Regions from separate parts of the Gossypium hirsutum genome. Here all the other regions are linked to region 3. The links are chromatin contacts, called in public Hi-C maps. All regions are on one chromosome and are shown on one strand. Each heading gives the region's core, a stretch centred on a gene start, on an enhancer-like site or on the middle of the called end of the contact. The rest is flanking DNA. Distances are from core to core; before and after follow the strand shown.

Region 1 (3,738 bases), core at 935-3,434, 150 kb before region 3:
TAATTTATGTTTGAACCAAAGAGAGCTAGAGTTGCTAACCTGTGATGCCTTGGCTAGAGTGATTGCCATACTGGTTGCGCCATGAGACCACTGCACCAACTTGTCCCTTGGGTTCCCTTCACTTGAAGGGTAATTCCCACTATGAGGAAATCTGTTACACATCATATGCCTTAAAGTTCCTTTGACATCGCCGGCATCGCCTTCTGAAAGAGGGAAGTGTAGGAGCACGTGCAAGATTCCGGCAAGACCATTGGCTGCACCCCAGTACCTTGTGCCATGCCATCGATACATCAGCGGGCAGCCTGGCAGATCGGAAGCCCCTGTCCTACCGGCAGCTAATACGGCATCAACGATCAGCATAAGAACATCGTTGGGTACCACCTCTCCCTGTAGATGCTTGTTTAGGAACAAAGCAGCCCATAAGAATCCAGCCCGCCCATAAAGAAGATCGTATGACATTCCGAAACCGCCTTCTTCAGGCCCTACTGGAAGTGCTTTTTCTTGTGCTACCTATATATTTTGTTAATTGAAATTCTTAAGTTAGATTATATTATAATATTATCATTATTTGGCACTATCTTCCACTAGTAAGGGTTAAATTTCAGTATCTTAGAATAGAACAAAAAATTCCACAAGCAATAATGTACGAAATGTATTTGATAGAATCATTTATACCTCGATGAAGAGATTCAAGAAGAATTCAAGTCTTTGATGATCCCCCATGTAATTAGCCACCACTGCTCCAAGTGAATACACCCCTCCTCTACCACATAAAAATGTCACGTGTCTGCAAAAAGAAAAAAAACAAACATAATTTTATGTTGACATAAAAAAAACAGTATCAATACACCCTTAGCATAAATATATTTGAAATGATATACTATCAATAAATGACTTGAACCAATAACACAACAATTATTAACTGTTTGTATCCAAATTAATCAGTATCCATCCCTTAAAACATCCATTCCTCCTCCCTACTGATTATAGAAAGCGAAATTCTATATTCACAGACCATGTGTCCTTTTACCTTTTTCTTTTTTAAAGATTAAAATAAAGATGCCGTACAAAAATATATCCGTAGTTTTGTTGTATTCTAAGATTTGGTTCTCTATGATATTTTTCTACCAAAACAGATAAAAAGTGAATAGGAGAGTGTGCTGCAGCTGCTGCATTATTAGGTAAAATCACCACGGCTTCCCTTTCCTAAATAATTCAATAATTTAAAACAAAATTTTATCCAATAATTTAATAATTAATAATGTAAATTACATCTCACCAAGAATAATTATAAATTTTAATAACTATATTTACTCCTCAAATTAAGATATCAAATCATGACGAAAGAAAAATATAGATATAATCTAAATAACCACCAGAAAGAACATACCTAGGGGAGGCACGTGCGACTGAGAGGCACGTGTCAACGATCTCAGCGGACAATAGCAAGTCCTGCCGATTACCAGTCGCCTCGTAAGATCTCAAGCAAGTGAAAGCTGTCCCCAGCAGACCCGTATAAACAGTCGGGTCTATTCCCGTACCCAACCCGCCGCCGCCACTTCCTCTTCCTTTCCATGTAACCTGCACTACCTAAACCCCCCAAAAGAAAAGAAAAACTAAACTTCTCAGTCCTCCCTAGTAACTAAAACAACCTTTATAAAAACCAGTCCTCGTGTTAGCAATTTTTGTATCTTAACCATGACATGATACATAGACAGAGGTTTAAATGCAAGAACAATTTTCTGTCCTAAAAAAAAAGAAACAAGCGTACCTGGTTCTTGAGAGCCATGGCAGCTTTAAGGAAAGTATCAGCAGAGAGTGACAAGGTATTAGAAAGCGTCGGATCCATGTTAAGAAAATTATCTAACCGTTCATTTTTACCCTCTTCATGGCTTTCTTGAGATGCTGTTAACTCCATTACAGAAGACATTGATTGATGTCTGGTTTTTGGAAGGCTTTTGATACTTTTGTTCCAACTTTCTTTAGCAACCAAAGAAAAATAAATAAGAAAAGAAGGAATGGAATGAGATGCCAATGCCAAGGGTAACGCCAAAGGTGTTGTTGTGTTGGGCTGTGATTGTGTGGAATGGCGGTTCAGCACACGCAAATGGAGGTTGGTGCACGTGGCGTGTCGTTAGGATATTCCTTAGATTAAAATACTTAACCGTTGATTCCCACGTGTCTCGCGTTTTAATAAAAAGATTGACCATTATTAAGATCATAGAGACGGTAGGATAAGGTGGGGCCAGTTGTTATGATTCGGGTACAATAGAAAACGTGAGAAAATTTATGATTTTGAACCTATTCTAGTTTTAAGAAAATATCGGAGTGAATTGTTTCTGAAAAATGTTTTTAACAAAAAAACGAAAAATCTGATGACGTTAAATATATAATATAATATCTCCCATATATTAGAAGAACTATATGATATGATAAAGTATTGAACTTTTTGAACATATATTAGAATGCATTTAACGTCTTAGGTATTGCCACGATATCTTTTTTTTTAATCTTAACCTTCAATCATTTAAAAGAAAAACAAATTTAGATCTAATATTTTCATTGACAGATTTTCCAAATCTCATATGCACTTTAACTTTTAATCTAAAAACGGATCTATGGATGGAAACCTATGCCAATTTATTACTTACAAGTCATGGATTACGCACTGAATTAGATCAATTAAATTGATGTTTGTACCATAATTTTTCTTAAGAAATCCCATTGTTTTGAATATTCCTCTCTTTCACTTCCATGTGCATTCATCACGTTTGCCAATCCCACACAAGGATACACAACATATACTAGAAAATAAATTGTTAGCTTTACGTTTATAAAAGGTTCTAATTTGCCATGAGTCCACGTAAAAGTTGCAAATTTAAGGTCGCTTTGATTCATTAGTTTGATTTTCTCAAAAGCATTTTAATCGTTTTCAATTGTTTAATAAAAAAGAAGTCAACCTAAAATGTTTTTGTTAATTAATAGAAAAGGCAAGATTTGTCACACCCAAAAATAATGATTCAAAAAGGTGAGTAAGGTATGTATGTAAACTGTTCTGCCACACTATAATAGTATAATTCGCCACCTTGTTGACTCGCTAGCGAGTTAGAGCATTGGCTCATACTAGCGTTAAAGTATCCGCCCATTGGCAGTATCTAAGGATTTATTTACAGGGTATCTTTAAGCGAAGAAAGAGTATGCCTAAGGAAGAGTACACCCCAGAGTTTTGGCTGAGTATGAAAAGCCTACCAAGTGTATGAGAAAGATGTAGGAGACTTAATTGTCTTTAAGTCCACGCTATACACGAGTCACTGCCAAAGTGTAGTAGGACTGGTTTGCATGAGCACTGTTCAAATTGGTTCTCGTAACAGGATAAGTTGGGACCCTTCCCATGGCTGGTCAAACAGTAATGTGGATCTTCATCGGAAATTTTTTTTCCTACCTTCGGATTTGGTAGGGAAACCAGGGGGACAGAGAGTATATATAAGGTGAAAGGGGAGGGGGACTTTGGAGATGGTTTTTCTTTCTACTTGATGTTCTGGTTCTTCTTTCTATCCTAAATGTTCTCTTCTTCTTTGTTAAGTTAGAACTAAGATTTTTTTAATCAGTGGATGATTCAAACTTCTGGTAAGTCTTATAGCTCTGTATGTTACGATTGTTGAAGAGTAAGGATGTTAAAAGACATAAGAACAATGAGGTGTGAGAGGAAGGCCTTGTATGGCTGTCGCATATAGTTGA
Region 2 (3,724 bases), core at 856-3,355, 190 kb before region 3:
GCAGCAGACAGCCTGGATCTCTTCTTGGCTAAGCTCTCGCTCCTGCGCTCACGTTGCTCCTTCAACCTCTGAGCAAGGAGCTTCTGGTACTCTGCAGCCTCAGCTTTGGCCTTTGCAACTCTCTTCTTCTTCTCTGCAATTCTGCCACGCTTCCTCTGCAATGTCAATGGAGTCACCAGCCTTTGAATTTTGGGAGCCTTGCTCACTTTCTTACCTGCATTCCGATAATTGATTTTCAAATAAGTCAAATCACAAATAAAAATTTTCTTCCCCTCACAACTTGAAACGATGATAAATATTTTGCACACCGTTTTTGGTTGTCAAGGTTCGGCGGTAAGTGTTAACATACTTCCGAACATCATCCTCCTTAGAGAGGTTGAACAACTTCCGGATTTTTGATGCTCTCTTTGGACCCCTCATTCTTGGCTTCTCAGTGTCAGTCAACCCAGGAAGATCATTTTCACCCTTCTTCACAATAACCAAGTTCAGAACTGAAAGATCTTGACTAACAAAGCACCCACGAACTGACTTCCTCCTACGCTCTCCATTTCTCCTCCCATACCCACGGAAGCAAGGAGTACCTGTTTAGAAGAAGACAACCATTCAATAAAAATCATGAATCCATAATGGAAAAACATTTCTATACAAATAAAGGGGGAATAATTTTGTAGACTCCAAAGACCTCTGTGAAGCAACAGACGAACACGACCAGGTGTGAGAACTCCTTGTTTCATAGGAAAACCTTGCTTGTCACAGCCTCCCATGATCTTAAATACGTAGCCCTTAAACTCCTGTTAAATGATAACAAGAGCAAATGGCGGTTAAGAAGGCAGATGTGCTAGCAGAAATTTGAGACAAAGATATGATAAGAAGTAGCTTAAAAACATACCTCGCCAAGGGCATCACCACTGACTTCTTGTGAGATCCTCTTGTCAAAAAAGGCTCGGCTGCAGTTCAAGGTGTCTGTAAGGAACAAATATAACACGCATTGCAAAAAGACAGCAAAAACATGCTTTTGAATACAATCACAGTCAAACCATGTATAACCACAAGTGATAGTATCAGTTATATTTCCTTTCTGTTCTCTTCACATTAGGTAATCAAAGATGGAATTTAGAGAAGAAACAGCCATTGTAGACAAAATGAAGTTTCAAAAGAAACTAAGAACAACATAATATCACTACAAATATAATGAAAACTACCATCAATGAAGTTTCAACATTACAAGCAAGAGGCAACATTCATCAAAATTGCCCTACCCTTTAACAATATCTAAATAAGCTAAAACCAAAGTTTTTAAAGAACAAGGAAAAACCCTTTAAGATTTTGATTCTTTTTGGCCACTGTTTCATTGTTGCATACAATTTATGCCTCAAATCACAAAATCCAAATTCCGTTAGAGAAAAAAAAACACTGCACATTCTAATTTGTTTCTAACTTGTTTTTTTCCGCATATTCTCTAAATACTCTACAAAATGCAATCTCACCTAGTATATCAAACCTAAACATATAATGTCCCTAACTGCAGATGGCCAAAAATAACTAAAGGGAAGTCATGTTTTTCATTTGGTTAAATTACAAGCATTGGCTTTAGCCCTGCTATTCAAATTGAAAAGCATCAACAAGAAAATCTTTAAAATGCCCCAAAAAGAATAAAAGAAAAGTAAAATTACAGTTTCTGGTCATCGTCAATTTCCAGCTTCTCCTGGCAACCAGTGGTTGGGTTTGCAATGTTGAACTGAAACACACAAACAAATTATCAACAACAAAACCATAGAAAGATTCATATATCATTTTTTTTCTTATATTAAGAAAAAAAAGAAGAAGAGAGAAACCTTCATTTTGTGTGACGGGTGTTCTTGTTGGCTACAACTCAGGGGGGGGGGAGGACTGCCGCCGGTCTACTTTTTTCTAAGGTTTAGTTATAAAGAGTTAGGGTTTTTGCAGATATTTTTATATATAGAAGAGAAATAATTTGGTGTTGTAGTGGAAACCTGTTAAGTTTGTCTGAATCGAACCAGATTCATAGACGTGGGCTTTTATGGGTCCATGTTTTAAGTTTGTGATTTGGGTTCACCTGTGAAATTGTCTTCTTTGGACCAAACTACTTACACTCTTTTATTCATGAGTTTTTATATGTCCAGAAACAATTTTCATGGGCCTTTCTTTCTTTATTTGAAAAAAATCCACTGTCTTTTTTTTTTTTAATTTTAACTTGATTTTTAAGTTGCATGCATTACCCATTGAATATATATACTTAAGTATTTTAATTATTTACTTCCAAAAAATATTTCATGGTTTAATTTGTGATTATTATAAGTAATTATTATTAAAAACAATTAAAATATAACATATTTATAATTAAAAATATTTGTACAGTATACAATATTTAAAAGATGGACATATTGTAAATTTCTATTTTTTGCTCAAAAAATTCATCGCTTTAATTTCTAAAAAATCGATACCTTTTGTACATACCACATTTTTTTTATATTTATTTTCATAGAAAAATAAATATGATATTCAACACCATGGTAAAAAGCATTCATAAGTACAACTAAATATCAAATAATAGTAAAATCGTTAAAACACCAAAAAAGGACGCTATTGCTGAGAAAGTTGTTCCTCCAAATGCCACATCTTTCCTTGCATCTCAGTAACATGTGGCTGGGACCCAAAAAGTTGCTACTGAGAGGCCTGATCCAAAGGAGTAGCGGTGATGGTCAGATGAGGCGGTGGAGTAGCAAGGCAAGCAATGGCCTGCTACAAATATTGAGTTATCTGCTTCATGGGATTCTGATGAGAAGTGCCAAAGGATAGCTGAGTTTCAGTGGCCACTAGTGGAATTGGGGTAGTAGGTGAAGTTGAGTTTGCAGATGGGACAGAGGGAGATGTGACGTTAGGGTGAAATTATTTTGCTTATGTTGAATTTGTGACACATCTGTTCTGCAAATCATGGAATTCCATGCCTTCTGATTTTTGTTATTGTACAACTGCATGTCATACATGCTTTTCATTCAGATTCTGTATTTGCATGCCATGTCACATTGCATGGGGATGGGATAATATGGTAAGGAGGAAGTTCTGGTAGTTTAATGATCTACACTATCTGGTGGTTTATCCACATTTCTGTCTTGCAGCTTGTTTACAATTATAGTGGCTCAACCACACATATCTGTTCTAACATCTTGACTACAATATAGTAGTGTGACCACATATATTTGATATGACTGTTTAACTGCAACTCTGTGTCATTGTCCACAATTAATTGTTAGTGTGTTTTTGGATGGACAAGTTCTAGGGAACTCTAATTTGGTGTGCAGCAAAGCTGGGTAAGAAGTTTTCTAAAAATTATGCATTATGTTTTTCTAAAAAATACTGCATTGGCATAAGCATGCATTTTCAGTTTTTCTCAATTGATCATTATGAAGTTTTCTATGATTGTAACACTCTTATCCCGTCTCCGTTGCCATATTAGGGTTACATAGTATTACTGAGCAAAACAGAACATTTAACTTCACAATAGAAAAACATATACAAATTAAATGTTAACATATAAAAATTGAATCTAATCATGGCAAAAATACAGGCCTTAAATCGAGCTTACGAGGCCCTAGAAACATTTTGGGAACAATCTGGGATCAAATCGAAACAAATCAAAAAATTCTGGAAAAACTTGAAGTTTTTTGGAAACAGAGGTCACACGGCCTATGGGCCACAGGCC
Region 3 (3,885 bases), core at 317-2,816:
TCTCTTTTCTTTTTTTCAACCAAAATCCTCTCAAACCCTTAAATTTTTTTTCTTTTTTTAGGAAAGAAATGGTTGATTTAAGGTTTAAAATAAAACATATAGCAAAAGATGCCGCCAATATGGTAAAATTGGCAAGTAAATTATTTTTTTTTGTAGAAATGTTTTCAAGATTTTGTGAAATTAAATATTAACAATTTTTTTTTGTAAAATTCTAAACAGTGACACGACCAAGTTGTTCATGCTCAACATAGTATAAAATTACTGAAGTCACTTGTCGTCTTGTTAGAAAAACGGATGGCGAAAACACATTCATTACAGTTTCACGTGGGGAAGTGACTATAATACTAGAGGATGTCGCTTAATCGAAGCTAGTAGCATCAACGTGGAGCACAAGTACCATCATTTGTTGGGTGTCATCCCGTTTAAGGATAAGGACAAGAAGAATTAGATGACAATTGTGTGAAATGCACATGATTTGAGAGGTTTATCAAACTATCCCCTTCACAATTTGCAACTGTGGAGGAGATGAATCAATCTATAAAAGCTTAGATGTTTTGGATGTTAAGAGGAATTTTGTTGCCAAACAAGGCTAGCAATAAGGTCCATGTATCTTCCTCACTAGAGTTTTCTTGGATGATCAATCGATTCAATTGGGTTTAGCGAATTTGATGTATTTGTATCGGGTGCTCCATAAGACAACTTGAGAATTGATTGATGAGATAAATGGTTGTTGGCTGCTTCAGCAAACATGGGCATGGATAAAGATAACATGGTTAGGGCCCATCTCTACCTAATCATGAGAGTTCCCTCTAAATAGAAGGTAAAAGTATAATTATGTACAATATCTTAAGGTGTATTCAATTATCAATATTCATAATCACCTATTGCATTAAATATTTAAACAAACTTAGGGGTTGTTTGGGTCATACACATTATTGAAAGGACTTTATTTGGATGTGATGAGAAATCAATCAACAAGTCGATGAAGAGGTATGTTGATGTATATTAATATTCATTGCAATTCATTATTACTGTTAATAAATATAATTGTTTATATATTGTATAAGGATCTCGACATTCATAGGTGTTGAGGTATTGCGATCATTTCAAAATAATTACATTGATTTTAATAGGATGTGAAAAACTTGATCGAGTAGAAAAATCTCAACAAACTCCATACCTATAAATATCGAGATAGTATTCTGAAAACCTAACTACATATATTATAAAAAATAATATAAAAAACCACGTAAAAGGATAATTTTTTTTGAACAATTATATTACAAGTTCTGATCATATATGCTAGCCCCTCCTCAACCCATAAATAAGAGAATAATGCGTTTCAACCTATTAAAACCCACGTCCTCCTGCATTAAGAATAATACCCATGCCAATTGAGCTAAAACTTACCGGCAAAAGTATAAGTTTTTTAAAAATAAAATAATAACATCAATTGGCAACAGTTTAAAAATATGAAACATCTTTGATTCTATCCCTTATCGGATTTTTAAATCTCTATCGGATCATGTCTTGTTCTCATTTTTCCTTTTCATTTATAAAGCCCAAAATTTTCCCCAATCACGAAAATCAGCCCATCTAAAGGTTAATTAAATCTCCCAAGCCTAAAGCAACGTTAGTCCCAAAACGCCTTGCCCCACACCGCACGTAATCCCGCACGAAGCGTTGAGCACAATACAAAGCAACCACCGCGATCGACCGTGATCGATAGAAAGAAGCAACCACCATGACTGGTTATGATTTCAATAGAAGAAAATCCGTGGAAGAGGAAAAGGCAAGGGGATATGTGGGTATTTTACTTGATCTCGCTGCCTTTAACCTTAGGGATGGTTATTTTCACCTTGAGGTACTTCGTTGGCCCGGATGTCCCTCGTTACGTCCTCTTCACCGTCGAATACGCTTGGTTCTGTTCTCTTTCCATTATCATCCTCGTCCCCGCGGATATCTGAACGGTAATTCTTTGTTCTTTTTAATTCCGTTCGGAAATGTACTTTATTTGTTGGATCTATCTTTCTTTCTTTTTTAATATTGTAATAAGTTAGGCTAGACAAATTAAAAATAATAATGTTAAATTAGTGCAGACGATATCGAACCCAGATAATGATATTGAAAATGGAGGAATCTCGTTTTTTTAGAGTTGGTCTTATTGGGGTACTTTTCTCCTTACATGGTACGTTTCATTCTTCATTTAATTTCGCACTAGTTTATTTGGTTTCTCTATTGATGGATGCCTTTTTTGTTGAACTAAAATTCACGGGGATATGCCATTTAGAGTATTCTAGATCAATTTTCTTTAGTGGCACAATTGATTGTAGTTCCTGTAAATGAACTTTCTTAATTCTTTCGGGATGGATATAGGTTTTCAAGTTTTTAGATTCTACTTTATAAGCTAAGGTTAAAATAATTCAAAGGTGGTGCACTGTATTCATATTGTTGTGATTTATTACAACTTTTTCATGTGGGCTTGAAATGACAATTACTGGTGGTTGTACTTATCCATTTGTTGTATTTTCATTTATGTTAAGTTGTGGGATTATTTTGTTGCGAATAGAGATGACTCTTCTATATGGTTTTGCAGATTGTGGTGCATTTCCTCATATAATTAAATTATGTTATCTTTAAGCAAGGTTGTGGTGCCCCTTATTCAGGGTTTTGAAGATGCTGGAGACTTCTCTGTGACTGAAAGATTGAAGACTAGTGTGCGTGTCAATTTAGTCTTCTATTCAGTCGTGTGTTCTATTGGCCTTGTAGGACTTATTCTCCTCATCTTGATGAATAGGAACTGGTTCGCTTGTCTTTCTTTACTTATTGTTACTTTTCTTCGTTTTATTATAGTCCTTCTGATATGTTCTTGGATGCTTCTTAAGGTTTGAATTACATTTGAAATTGTATCATGTTTTTATATCTTCTCTTAAGACTTTGGATTTCTTTTCATCCCTGTTCATATTCTATTTGCTGAAATTTCTTTTCTAGATCAGATATGTTGCATGCAGATGTTTTTGAAGTGATAGATTATATAAAGTATAGAAAAGTGGGCATTAGAAACTTTCCCTTTCTTGTCAACTGACACATTCTTATTTTCTGTTACTTGATAAGTTTATGTTGACGGGAGTGTTGGGATCCTTGGTTTAGCAATGGCTTTGTCGAATACTTTTGGGCTTGTTATAGGTGCATTTGTTCTTGGTTTTGGTTTTAGTGAAGTTCCAAAGACCCTTTGGAGAAATGCAGATTGGACCATCTGGCAAAAAGTTCTTTCTCATAAAATTGCTAAAATGACTGTGAAGCTTGATGAAACATATCAAGAACTTTCAAATGCTATTGTGGTATTTGTTGGCCCCATTAAAGTTTTAAAATATCTTTCCCATATGATGCACACCTGCCTTCATTGAAATAATTTATGCATATATATTTATATATATATTGTGTGTGTATCATTGTAGAATAATGTGTGGCTCTAAAACATGCGCATATTAGTGTCAGGATCTCACTGTAATTCAGTCTCAACCATACGCGTGTACACGGTCGTGATAAGAGGACATGTATATTTGTTCAATTTTAGATTTTTGTAAATGAAACATTTGAAGTTTCCTCATGCTTTCATCAATCAGTTTATCAACATTCCAATTTTTCCTCAGAGGTTAAACATTCTTTGATTATTCAAAGTTAATCCTTATGTTTTTTGTCTAACTGGTTATTTCTTACATCAGGTTGCCCAAGCAACATCCAATCAGATGTCCAAGCGTGATCCTTTGAGACCATACATGGATGTTATTGATAATATGTTAGCTCAAATGGTATCTCTTTGCATTTTTTCACAAACATTTCTATGAACAAGGTTCGCTTTTTTGGAATGTTGCATGACTTTAT

The links. Hi-C and Micro-C count contacts between places; a contact is called where the count stands out from the background.
Region 1: a contact with region 3 is called in a Hi-C map of leaf, with 1.8 times the contacts expected there. The contact joins the promoter of LOC107945390 here to the promoter of LOC107918118 in region 3. A contact is called at or near these places in 3 of 34 Hi-C or Micro-C datasets (callus and leaf).
Region 2: a Hi-C map of leaf shows a contact between it and region 3, with 2.9 times the contacts expected there. The contact joins the promoter of LOC107945391 here to the promoter of LOC107918118 in region 3. A contact is called at or near these places in 6 of 34 Hi-C or Micro-C datasets (callus, hypocotyl and leaf).

The regions. Positions count from the first base shown.
Region 1 is chrD12:22,074,227-22,077,964 of Gossypium_hirsutum_v2.1, forward strand. It overlaps LOC107945390 (lanC-like protein GCL1), which reads right to left and starts at 2,185. Exons shown (of 5, transcript XM_016879374.2): 1 at 1,772-2,185; 2 at 1,391-1,590; 3 at 676-787; 4 at 40-510. The coding sequence starts at 1,930.
Region 2 is chrD12:22,041,070-22,044,793 of Gossypium_hirsutum_v2.1, forward strand. It overlaps LOC107945391 (40S ribosomal protein S6), which reads right to left and starts at 2,106. Exons shown (of 6, transcript XM_016879375.2): 1 at 1,836-2,106; 2 at 1,674-1,738; 3 at 890-947; 4 at 683-791; 5 at 309-581; 6 at 1-214. The coding sequence starts at 1,841.
Region 3 is chrD12:22,227,090-22,230,974 of Gossypium_hirsutum_v2.1, forward strand. LOC107918118 (G-protein coupled receptor-associated protein LMBRD2B) reads left to right here and starts at 1,567. Exons shown (of 9, transcript XR_005922032.1): 1 at 1,567-1,970; 2 at 2,100-2,188; 3 at 2,597-2,803; 4 at 3,726-3,812.